Linked DNA regions of Mus musculus: region 2 is linked to region 1. A link is a contact called in public HiChIP or PLAC-seq data. All regions are on one chromosome and are shown on one strand. The core of a region is the stretch at or near the end of the contact, and the rest is flanking DNA. Distances in the headings are between cores, read along the strand shown. Region 1 has its middle 8.3 kb from the start of Gm32382. Region 2 overlaps Dnajc3 (DnaJ heat shock protein family (Hsp40) member C3).

Region 1 (5,909 bases), core at 2,183-4,682:
TGAATTGAGTTGAGTTCCAGTCTTGCTTAGGACTCACAGCCCTCCTACAGTGGAGACTCACACCCTTCAGGGAGGGCTCACATTCAGGCCTCCAGAGTTGCTCTGTTTGTTTATAACACTTTTCTTTGTTGAAAACTATTCGTAATGACTGCAGGCTGTAACCCTGTCTCCTGCCACATCGTCCTTCAGAGAGCAAGCGTCTCAGTCTGTCCCCTCTTCCTTCTCCAAAGCCATATTCATACATGACCAAGGGGAATCATCTCACACTTGAGATAAGACGGTGGCCCTAGAATGGCCTTAAATTCATTCCCGACACAGTAGCCAAAGTGGGTGTCCACCTAGCAACAATTTAATTATATAACACTTTCTCCTTCCCAGTGAGTTTGTCTCTTTGTTATCCTCTTTAAAAGGTATCTACACATGCTGAGGTCACTTCCAGCATCCCAAGCTACCTAGTCTGTTCCCATTGGTCCCCCTTCTCCCTTTTATGCTGGCCCTGTAGCCATCCCACCTTTCTGACCAATCCAAACACCCCTGTGACAGCTTGCCTTGATGCCTCTGCATCTAATACATCCTTTTCAATGAAGTTGTTTTTACTGGACTCTTCTCAGATTTGGGGATCTTTAAAGGTACCTCCTTAGATCTGGGTTAGAGTTTGGTGACAAAGCTCTCACCTGGCTTGCACGAGGTCCTGAGTTCAATTCTGAGCACCACAAAAAAGAAAACATAAAAGAATAAATATAATCTCTTTAGATGGAGCAAGTATTACTATTGAAGAAATATAGCTCAGTCCTTATGCCCCATTATCAATGTTGTGCTGACAAATGGCTTTACCTATTGGCTTAGGAGTAGGACTGGAGGGTGGGCATTCCTGACTGCTAACAAGAGCTTGTTTCTATGGTGTAAATAAGCTACCAACTTTAAGGCCACTCTGTGGCAGGGTTTGTGACGTATGAACATCTACTCCTGAGACCTGTAACAAGACAGTGCTTAAACCCAAGTGTGACTCTCCACACAGGACTTCTCAGTCTCTGTGGCTCCCACAGAGTCATCTGTGGACTTAGGCCCTTGTCTCTAATGCACATAAGAGGGAAGATTATTTCTTGTCAACATATTGGTTATCCAATAAACATCTACCTATTAGTGTTAACAGCATATTCCATGGACAGCTTTTTCATTTTCTTAGCTTCCTTAAGAGGGGGAAAAAAATCTTATTTCTGGGGGTGGGGCTGTCATGGTTTGTATATGCTTGGCCCAGGGAGTGATACTATTAGAAGGTGTGACCCTGTTGGAGTAGGTGTGTCACTGTGGGCATGGGCTTTAAGAACCTCATCCTAGCTGCCTGGAAGCCAGTATTCTGCTAGCAGCCTTCAGACGAAGATGTAGAACTCTCAGCTCCTCCTGCACCATGCCTGCCTGGATGCTGCCATGCTCCTACCTTGATAATAATGGACTGAACCTCTGAACCTGTAAGCCAGCCCCAATTAAATGTTGTCCTTATAAGACTTGCCTTGGTCATGGTCTGTTCACAGCAGTAAAACCCTAACTAAGACGGGGGAATTGCTATATTTTACTGCTTTTAAAAGCCAACGAGTCAAACAAGAAAGGAGGGAACCTTGTAAGAAGGCTGTGGGGGTGGGGGTGCTAGAAATACGTATGGTAGAGAGAGCGGCATATGCTGTGTGGTAGAATGAGCTTGAAGTTTGAATCCTGCAAAAGAAATTATTTGTGCCTTTATTCGTGAGCACACATCCTAACTTTTGCTAGAAAAAATGTGAAATTTTCCTTCTTCCCCGAGCCTGACAGAGAGGACGGATGAACCCAAATTATTTGCTGAAGGTTCCCTCCAGTGTGGAGGAACCTTGGCTGTAAGCTGTAACGGCCATTCCAAAATGGCAGCACAGCTCCACATTTAGGTTTATAAACATCGGATGTTTGTGAGTGTGCTAGACAGTTTCATATCATCTTGTCACAGGCGAGAGTCATTGAAACTCAATTGAAAGGAAACTTCAATTGAGAAAATGCCTCTATAAGATCAGCTGTAGGTCATTTTCTTAACTAGTGATTGATTGGGGAGGATCTAGCCCATTGTGAGTGGTGCCATCTCTGGGCTGGTGGTTCTGTTCCGTAAGAAAACAGGCTGACCAAGCCATGAGCAAGCCATGAGGGCAGCACCCTTCCATGCCCTCTGTATCAGCATCTGCCTACAGGTCCCTGCCCTGTATGAGGTCCTGTCCTGACTTCCTTCAATGATAAATAGTGATATGGAAGAATAAACCAAATTTCCTCCCCAAGTTGCTTTTGGTCTTGGTTAATCATTGGAGCAATAGAAACCCTAAATCGTGCAAGTCGGTACCAGCATAGTAGGGGATTGCTGTGACAGACATGACTGTGTTTTGGGAAAGATTGTGGAAGAACTTTGGAACTTTGTGCAAGAAAAGCCATTGAGTGCTAGTGCTTAGTGGGTTGTTCTGCAGGATCGTAGACTCCAAGAACGTCGAGGACAGTGCAGAAGACGAGGCTAGGCTTGTAAACTTTCAGAGACTAAAGACTCTATCAGGGCCACTTGTCTCTGAGGTTCTGGTTATCTAGGGGATCAGCTGGGGCCAAGAGGACAAGCTGTGTGTTCTGCAGACAGCAGAGCTGGAGACCTGACCAAGCTGCGTGGAGGATCCCAGAAGATCTGGAGTGAATCTTAGACATCGAGTTATTTATACTGTTGGAGTTTGGTTTTGCTTTCATTTGATTGTGACTGTGCCCTGGTTCTTCCCTCTTGAAGGAACAAAGGACTGGATTTATTTTTGACTTTACAGTGGCCCACATTTGAGAGACTAAACCAGAGAGAGAGAGAGAGAGAGAGAGAGAGAGAGAGAGAGAGAGAGAGAGAGAGAGAGGGAGAGAGAGGGAGAGAGAGAGAGATTTGGGTTTCAGAAAAATAGAATTTTAAAATGGACTGGGTATTTTTAAAGAGACAACTTTTAAAGTGTTAATTTGCAAGGCTGTGGGACTTTTTAGGTTTGTACAATGTTTTATATCGTGATGTCTTTATTAATGTGTGATCTTGGGGATGAGCAAGAAAGGAAAGGTTTTGGCTTAACAGGGATGGCGTGTGTCAAGTTGACAAGGTGTCAACTGTGTTGGATAATTTTATGTCAACCTGACACACGGTAGAACTATCTGAAAGGAGGGAACCTCAGTTGAGACAAGCCCACCGTAAGATCCAGCTGTAAGGCATTTTCTTAGCTGATGGGGAGAGCACATCCGTGGGCTGATGGTCTTATAGATGGGATTTTCAGAAAGCAGGTTGATCAAGCCTTGGGGAGCAAGGCAGGAAGCACCACCCCTCCATGGCTTCTGCATAGCTCCTGCCTCTGGATCCCAGCCCTGGCCTCCTTCAGTGGTGCTCTACGATGTGGAAGTGATAGCTGAATACACCCATTCCTCCCCACCGTGCTTTTGATCATGGCGTTTCATCCAGGCAGTGGTAACCCTGACTAAGTCAGTGGGGTGTTAATTTAGAGAACCACAAAGGTTAGGTCAGGGACGCATCTGTTGCACAAGTGAAAGCCTGAGTTCTCAAGTGCCACCTAACCCCCCCCCCCCACCCCACATGCACCTTTCTAACAGTCTCTCATTTTACCAACTCAAGCTGGCCAAAATCCACTTATCTCCACATCCCAGGGCTGGGATTACAAATAACCACGCTCACCCCAGCCCAACCCAATCTTTTCATAGTTTAGGGGAGTGAACCCAGGCCTTCCTGCTTGGACAGCAAGCACTTTACCAACTGAGCTACCTCAGCAGCCTGAAGAACAGTCTTGACATAGACTTCTCTGGCTACCTGCTGGTCTCCTTCTGAAGTACTAAGAGGAGGCCCCGCCCCTTGCCCCTCCCCTCTGCCCATGGTAGAACAGTCTTCCACAAAGAAACCAAAGAAGCTCTTGTGTGGAAGCAGCTGGGGTCACATCAGAAACCCTGGCGATGAGCAGGCATGGGGTTGCTTGTGGCGTTGCTTTCTTTCTTCCCTTTGTTCTCTGCTATTCTATCACAGTTTTTGCTTTTTCCCCTAAAGGAAATCCCACAGGGGCCTCAGCAAATGATACTAATCTGTGTTTACAGTGTCTGCCTCTACTTAATGCGGAATTTGGCCGACTGTTGAATGTGAGAAAATATTGGACAAGGTTCTTGTAAAACTGGTTGTCAAATCTTAAGTTCTGTAGGCGTTCCAAGAATCTTTGAGATAAGAAAAAAAAAGACTCCAGCGATGCAAAATGCTTATTTTCTAGAAAAATCCCTATGCCTGACAAATATATTTACTCATAGTATTTTTTAATGTTTAGGCACTTTTCATTCTCCGGGTCTTTAACACACCAATAGCTGTCTTACTACCATTGATTTGAACATGGGGGACTTAAACCTGACTAATTTGCTTCAGGTAGCGGGGCAGTCAAAAATAGAGGTAGGTCTCTCACAAGTCACCATCATATCTTTCTTAACACAATTTACATCTATGGCCATAGCACTTGAATGCACCTGCTCCCATCTGACCTCAGAAGCCAAGCAGAGTTGGGCCTGGTTGGCGCTTGGATGGGAGACAGTACTTTTATGAGTTACCAGCCCTTAAAGATCCCTTTGCTGTGCAACAGACACTTCACATGATAGTAAACACGGTTCTAATAGTAGACAAAGGGTACGTTTTTACATATATATATATATATATATATATATATATATATATATGTCACACCAAGTATGCAGGGCCCAGAAAAGACATAGGAAAACTGAGCAAGCTTCCAATAAGCTAACAACAACCAAATGCTCGAGAATCCCTTGAAAGCTAGTCATGGAGACCTGCAATGCTGCCAGCACTAGGAAGGCAGAAGTGGAGAGATTGTTGCAAGCTCCAGGCCAGAAGGGAGTTCTCGTGTGTGTGTGTGTGTGTGTGTGTGTGTGTGTGGTCAAGTGAGATAATCCTCTTAACTAAACACTGTAATTTGCACTGGTCTAGAGGCCAAGTACGAAGATTTGCAAAGGGGGAAGTACGGGACATATCCTCCCTCGAACACTGATGTGCACTCAGAGGGCTCAGGGCACCCACAGGCGACCTGAGAGGAGCTATGCTAAGTGTGACGCTGGTGACTGTGTGGCTTGACCGGCAAGGGGAAGACTGACCATGTGAACCTCACAGGTAAAGATGCCCAAATGTCCCCCATTGCAAACTGTCCTAGGTTGTAAGTCAGTGGGTAGGAAGGACCCTGTCGTCATCAAATGCGGTGCCTCTCTCTTTCAGAACTAGTCACGCGCCACAACCTGCTTGCAGAAGAGCTTAGGAGTCTCTCCACTGTCAGGTCAGCGATGCAATCAGTATGGTGGCAGATTGGAACACTGAAGTAGAAGTGTTTACCCTAGAGACACCGGCAACACAAACGTGAGAAGTCTCTCTCCCCTCGACCCTCACCTCCCGACCCCCCCCCCCCACCCCGTCACGCACTTACTAGTCACAAAACATTTTCCAGCTCACCTGGAAGATGGGCACTTGACAATAATGGAACCATGCTGACCGTTGCATGTGAGGAAGGTCGATTATACACGGGGAGAAGAGCGGATAACAAGACAGAAAGCAGTAGGGGCAAAGCCAATAAACAACAATGACCATCAGAAAGGCCGCCCAGGACCCTCTGTGAGGAAGGCTGGTGGAGAGGCCTCAAATCACCTCATTTGTAGCTTTAGGAGAAAGTAGAGTTGCTTAGAGCTATCTGAGACCAAATTAGGTTAGAAAATGTCTGGTTACTGGGGCTAAAGAGATGGTTCAGGGGTTGAGAGTGCTTGCTGTACTTACAGAGGACCTAGGTTTGAGTTCTAGCACCCACACAATGGAAATTCTCGAGCATGAATGTGGTATATATTCA
Region 2 (5,849 bases), core at 1,517-4,016, 110 kb before region 1:
AGGGGCAAATGATGAATGTTGGAGACTCGGTAGATGCAAAGGGCATGTTGCAATGCTGGAGGGGAGAAGTGATGGCAAAAGAGAGAAACAACTTGTCTGAAGAAAGCCCTTCCTTTTCACATGCCTCCAACCCACCAGAGGCCAAGCTAAGACAGGATGCTGAGCATGAAACCTGCCTGGGAAACAATGCAAGTTCATAACCAGCCTGAACGACTTTTATTTTTAAAGACCAAACCAAGTTAAGTGACCTAGGACTTCTCAAAATCCAAACTACTAATCCAGCTAAAACTCCTCAGACTGGTGAGGAATGTGGGCAGAGATGGAGATAAGAGCCAGAATTGTGTTGTGGAAAAAAAGAAAAAAGATGTTGTTCTCCTCCTCAACAAAGACACCATCTTAGAATGACTTAAGTGGAGGCCAGCCTTCAGGCTGGCTCTGTGACTAAAGGCACTTTGCCACCAAGCCTGGTGGACTTGAACTTAATCCCTGGACCCCATACCACATGATGGAGCAAGAGACCCAGCTCCTGCAAGTTTTCATCCGGCCTCCACACACTGTGCTAACACACAGCCCAACTCTGCCCTGCCCTCAACCTCCTCCAACTCAGTTGTTGTTGTTGTTGTTGTTGTTGTTGTTGTTAAGAATGAATAAAGCCAGTTGGTGGTAACCCACAACTTTAATCCCAGCACTCCGGAGTCAGAGAGGCAGCCTGGTCTACAGAGCTCCAGGACAGCCAAGGCAACACAATGAAATCCTGTGTGTGTGTGTGGGGGGTTGGGGGGGGGAGGTGAGGGAGTAAGAGAAAGGGAATTAAACTTAAGCTGGACTTGGATATTTCAGGGCAAGGTTTAAAGTCACTGATTTTTCAAGAACAGGCAGACTGAAGAATTAGAGTACAAGCAACACTGAGTGTGCAGTTGAGATTGAGGCTCAGGGGCTTAAAAGGAGACTAACAATCAGGCTGGTTTTCTCCATCTGTGTTTATCCTTTAGGTACATAAAACAAACTTAAATTTACTGGGCTTGGGGATCTGCTGGGTAAGGAAAGCCAAAGAATACAAGAGCAGAAAAACATAAGAATGTGTTTGTAATAACATGGTTGTCGTGATGGCCCCCTAAGCTTGAAGAAAACAGATAAAAGGTAAGGATGGTTCCCCAAAGCCTGTCTTATGGTCCCTGTTTTGTCAACTCTAAGGTAACACAGTTATTTTTTTAAGACTTTATTTTATTTATATGGATACACTGTAGCTGTCTTCTGACACACCAGAAGAGGGCGTCAGATCCCATTACAGATGGTTGTGAGCCACCATGTGGTTGCTGGGAATTGAACTCAGGACCTTTGGAAAAGCAGTCAGTGCTCTTAACCTCTAAGCCTTCTCTCTAGCCTCAACATATTTATTTTGTATACCTCACCACAGCACCATATAGCTTAACCTTAGCTGACACATGAGTCTTTTCTTATATTCCAAGACTCCAAGCAACTAGCTCATCATATTTAGCAATGTTAAAAGAGCTAGTTTCTAAAGATACAGAAAGCAAATAAAGCTAAGATTGAAAAAATAAAGAATTGAGTTATGAAGGGCAGGTGATTGGGTTCCAGGGAATTTCTATGTAAACAAAGTTAAACTGTTCATTAATAAATCCAAAGAAAGCAGGTGTAGTGGGGCAAGCCTGTAATGCCAATACTCAGAAGGCGGAGGGGAGAGGACCACCACAAGCCTGAGCCAATCCTGATATGCATATCAAATTCCAGAGTCCATCCAGACTAGCCTGGGCTAAAGAGTGAGACCCTGTCTCAACACCACACACACACACACACACACACACACACACACACACCCCAAATAGTTAAAAGATCATGACAATAGAAACTGAACTGAATCACCATTAACTTCACATGGGAGGCCGGGTTTGGTGGTGCCAGCCTTTAATCCCAGCATTTGGGAGGCAGAAGCAGGTGAATTTCTGAGTTCGTGGCCAGCCTGGTCTACAGAGTGAGTTCCAGGACAGCCAGGCCTACACAGAGAAACCCTGTCTCAAAAACAAACAAAACAAAACAAAAACAAACAAACAAACAAAAAACTTCACATGGGAAAATAAAACCTACTTGCTCCAGGGCATCTCATCTTAGAGCAAGTCTGCCCCACAGAATGGAGGCAACTGCAATCCCATGCATCCTCTCAGCCAACGCCAGCTGGTGGGATGAGCTAAACGCTGACACTGCTGCTAACCTTATAATCTACCTTGCGAAACAGTTCAAAATAATTTTAGGAAGTTATCTGACCATCTGATTATATAAACTATTAAAATCATGCATTTAAATTTTTCTCTTCATATTTAACTAATACCAAAGAAATCATACAAAAGGTCAAATATACTGTTAATTTATCGGTTTAAATAAAATCTATTACAACCTTTTGTTTGCAAAGACTTTCAAATCTTTTCCCATGATGGCCAAAATATATGGTTTAATCATATATTTATTCAGTGAATTAAAAACTGGCTTCCTGGTGTCCGATGCACACAGCTCTCTAACAGCGCTGCCTCTTGCTTGCTGAGCTCTGGCCAGCCACAGTACAGGGGAAGGAGGTGTCCAAACCGTGGGTGGCTCCAGTAAAGCAGACAAAACACACAAGGCCTGCAGATCCACCGGTGCTAAAGCACTGAGGAAACAACTGGCTACAAAAGCCTCGCCACAGAGTGCACCCTCTACTAGAGGGGTGAAGAAACCTCATGGTACAGCGTTACAGGCCTGGTACGGTGGCACAGCAGACGCTCTCAGAAGGCCACTGAGCTTCTGACTCACAGGCTCCCCTGTTAGCGTCTGGTGCGAGAAAGTGCTCAGGACTTCAAAACAGACCTGCGCTTCCAGCGTGCGACTACTGGTGATTTGCAGGAGGCAAGTGAGGCCTAGCTGGTTGGCCCTTCTGAAAGGACCAAACTGTGCTATCCACACCAAACATGCAGCAATTATGCCAAAAGATATCCAGCTAGCCCGCCACACACGCGGAGAACATGCTTAAGAGTCACTATGAGGGGAAACATTTCATTCTCAAGAAATTGTTTTTCTTCTTGTTGTTGTTGTCAGTAGTTCCCCACCCCAACCCCAATGGGGTCAAAGGTACCTAAGTATATGATTGCGAGTGGAAACATAGGGGACAGCATCGGGTATTGGCGTTTTTCCATGTTTATTTGTGTGTGAATTTTTAATATAAATGCAAGATGGAAAGCATTAATGCAAGCAAACTGTTCCAGTGAACACATTTCAACTTCATAGCAATTATAAATAAACATGTTAACATTTTCTGGACAATGCCAGCATTTGGATTTTTTAAAAAATTAATTAAATTCCTTGTTGGTGGCAATAAACAGTGTCTGTAGCATTGTTAGCACCCAGTAGATTCCACCACTCACTATCCTTTTCTGAGATGTCCTCATGCAAATAAGGGCTTTTAATGTTGTCTGTCTTCTGTGCTGTTCCTGTAAGTTTGCTATTAAAATACATACTATTAAAAAAATAAAAATAAAAAAATAAAAAAATTTTAAAAACTGGTTCCCAGTCTACCAAGGTGGCACACACCTTTAATCCCAGCAGAGGCAGAGTTAGAGGCCAGCCTGGTCTACACAGTGAGTTCCAGGGCAGACAAGGCTGCACAGTGTGACCCTGGGGGTGGGGTGGTGGTTAGTTATAACTGGGTTCATTGACCTTAGTTTTGAGGACACATGCAGGTCAGGTGGTGCCACACTGCACTTATGGCTGGAGAGAGAAGACATAAGGGAAAGTTCTATGAGAACAGGAAATGTGATATAGGTCAAGAGAAAAAGAAAACTAAGACAACAAAATGTTTTTTGTCTGTATTCATACTCAACTCACCAAGCCACTAGCAATAAAATGAAATAATCTTATTTGTAATGTGAGAGTGCTAAGATGTCTTCCTCTGCTTGGATCTCACGTGTGTCTCTCTAGTGTGAGAGAGAAGGCACCCCGGCACCTCGGCTCCCTGGAGCTGCTTGTGCGATGCTGGCAGCCTCTTAACAGGGCCACCTCCAGTCCCTACAATTTTCTTTCTACTCAAAAATTCTATTTCTCCTGCTCTAGCTTTCTTTCAAAACCTCTCAGAAAGGAAATTTGAAGAGTCAGCCAATGATATATGCTTCCCTCCTGTGGATTACAACAGAAAAGCCCAGTTTAAATCAGGAAAAAAGCAGGCCACTGAGGTGTGCCACTCCATCTCTACAGTACGAAACTGTGTTTCACGTTTCCTGTTCTCACAGAACTCTCCCTTATGTCTTCTCTCTGCAGCCTTAAGTGCAGTGTGGCAGCACCTGACCTGCATGCCTCCTCAAGACAGAGGCTAATGGACCCAGATATAACTAAGCCATTTAAGAAAACAGAAGCTAACAATTTGCTACTCTGTATCTTAATAACCTCATCACCAATTCTAACAAACAGCATAACCTCTAATTCAATTCCTACAGATACTTTATTACACCAGTGATTCTCAAAATGTGGTCATCTGGGATCCTCTCAGAAATGAAAATTTCACTTTCCATCAAGACCTACTAAATCAGACGTTCTGTAAGTGTGCCCAACTCTTACAAGTATTCTATGTGAGATTCTGGTATACAATCAAGCTGGAGAACCACTGTTTTGGGAGGAAAAGCAGGTTTTGGTATTTGAGGATTTTTGGTTTTTGTTCTGTTTTGTTTAGGGGAGGGTTGTTTGGTCTTGGGTTTTCTTTTGGTTTTGGGTTTGTTTTTAGACAAAGTAAACAGTAGCTCAGAGTGGCCTAACACTCTTTAATTGATGATAATCCTCCTGCCTTAGCTTCTTGATTGCTGAAATCACAGGTATGAGCCAGCACACCTGGGAAGACCACTACACTGAGCCTGCCAGGAAACCACCCCCCCTGTCACTTTCTATTGCTAACTTAAAAGGCTGATTTTGCTCGGCCGTCCGACTTTAAAATGCTTGAAGTGAATGCTATGTACAATTTCCTGTTCCCACCTTCATACAGAGGTAAATTTTATTTTTAAAGATTTTCTTTACTCTGTGTACACACACACAAGGGCTCATGTGTGTGCATGTGTTCTCTCATTCTCTCATACCCCACCTCTCTCCCTCTCTCCCCACCCCCCACCCACACACACACCCCTCTTTGGGTGCTTGTGGAACCAGAAGACTGAGTTGTGAGTAATTACAACTAACTCACTGCATCCTGATCTGGTACTAGGAATGCAACTCCAGTCTTCTGCAAGGCCAACAAACACACTAACCATTTCTCCAGTCCCAAGATAAATTTTCATTAAGCTCTTGGAACACCAGCTCCCAGATGTGTAACACAGAGACTATCACATATCTCTGTGGAATAAGAGCTGGCTTACAGAAATGCTCTTTCCTTCTCCATCACCTGCCATTCTGCACAGGTAATACTCCTGGAAAAGCAACACTGGCTTTCTCCTCAGAGAGGCCACTGGTGCTTTCCTGACGGGAAAACTCGGAGTTTTCTTATAGAAATACCACAGTAGAGAGATGAAATGCTAAAAGTCCTAATCCTGCAAAGAACAGAAACTCGAATAAGGTGCTTGATCTACAAGCTCCTGGATGAGGTAAGGCAAACAAAAATAAGCACTCCCATGTCTGGAGAGTAAGTTAAATCGACACTAAGTAGAGCATAGACAACTTTCCCTTAAGTTACTAAAATAAGTCACTAATGATAACTGGGCACAATCAATGCAGATGGAAAGAATTAGAAAATGAAAGAAAGTTAGAACATATGACCCATACTAAAGTGGTCCAGGCCTTCAAATTCCAATCCCCTCACTTTTGAGGCTGGCTCCAACATCAAA

What was found. HiChIP or PLAC-seq counts read pairs in DNA pulled down with a chosen protein or histone mark.
Region 2: a BATF HiChIP or PLAC-seq map of CD8 T cells shows a contact between it and region 1, with 11 read pairs. The contact joins two enhancer-like sites. A contact is called at or near these places in 3 of 39 promoter capture datasets (the HPC-7 cell line, HPC-7-derived erythroid cells and pre-B cells), 3 of 15 datasets of contacts at CTCF or cohesin (CD8 T cells, pro-B cells and thymocytes), 9 of 484 Hi-C or Micro-C datasets (the AML12 cell line, B cells, CD4 T cells and 5 more), 4 of 115 datasets of contacts at active chromatin or transcription factors (CD8 T cells, effector CD8 T cells, embryonic forebrain and 1 more) and 2 of 9 other capture datasets (adipose tissue and liver).

What each region holds. Positions count from the first base shown.
Region 1 is chr14:118,825,629-118,831,537 of GRCm38.p6, reverse strand. It overlaps a transcript of Cldn10 not described here. Among named protein-coding and RNA genes, the nearest start is that of Gm32382, 8.3 kb to the right of the region's middle. Within about 2 kb of position 3,432, at least 20 of the 459 cell types and tissues checked have an H3K27ac peak or open chromatin away from gene starts, as enhancers often do. A contact at or near this core is called in CD8 T cells, where this site is marked.
Region 2 is chr14:118,939,143-118,944,991 of GRCm38.p6, reverse strand. All of the region lies in intron 1 of Dnajc3 (DnaJ heat shock protein family (Hsp40) member C3), which reads right to left. Among named protein-coding and RNA genes, the nearest start is that of Dnajc3, 4.1 kb to the right of the region's middle. Within about 2 kb of position 2,766, at least 34 of the 459 cell types and tissues checked have an H3K27ac peak or open chromatin away from gene starts, as enhancers often do. A contact at or near this core is called in CD8 T cells, where this site is marked.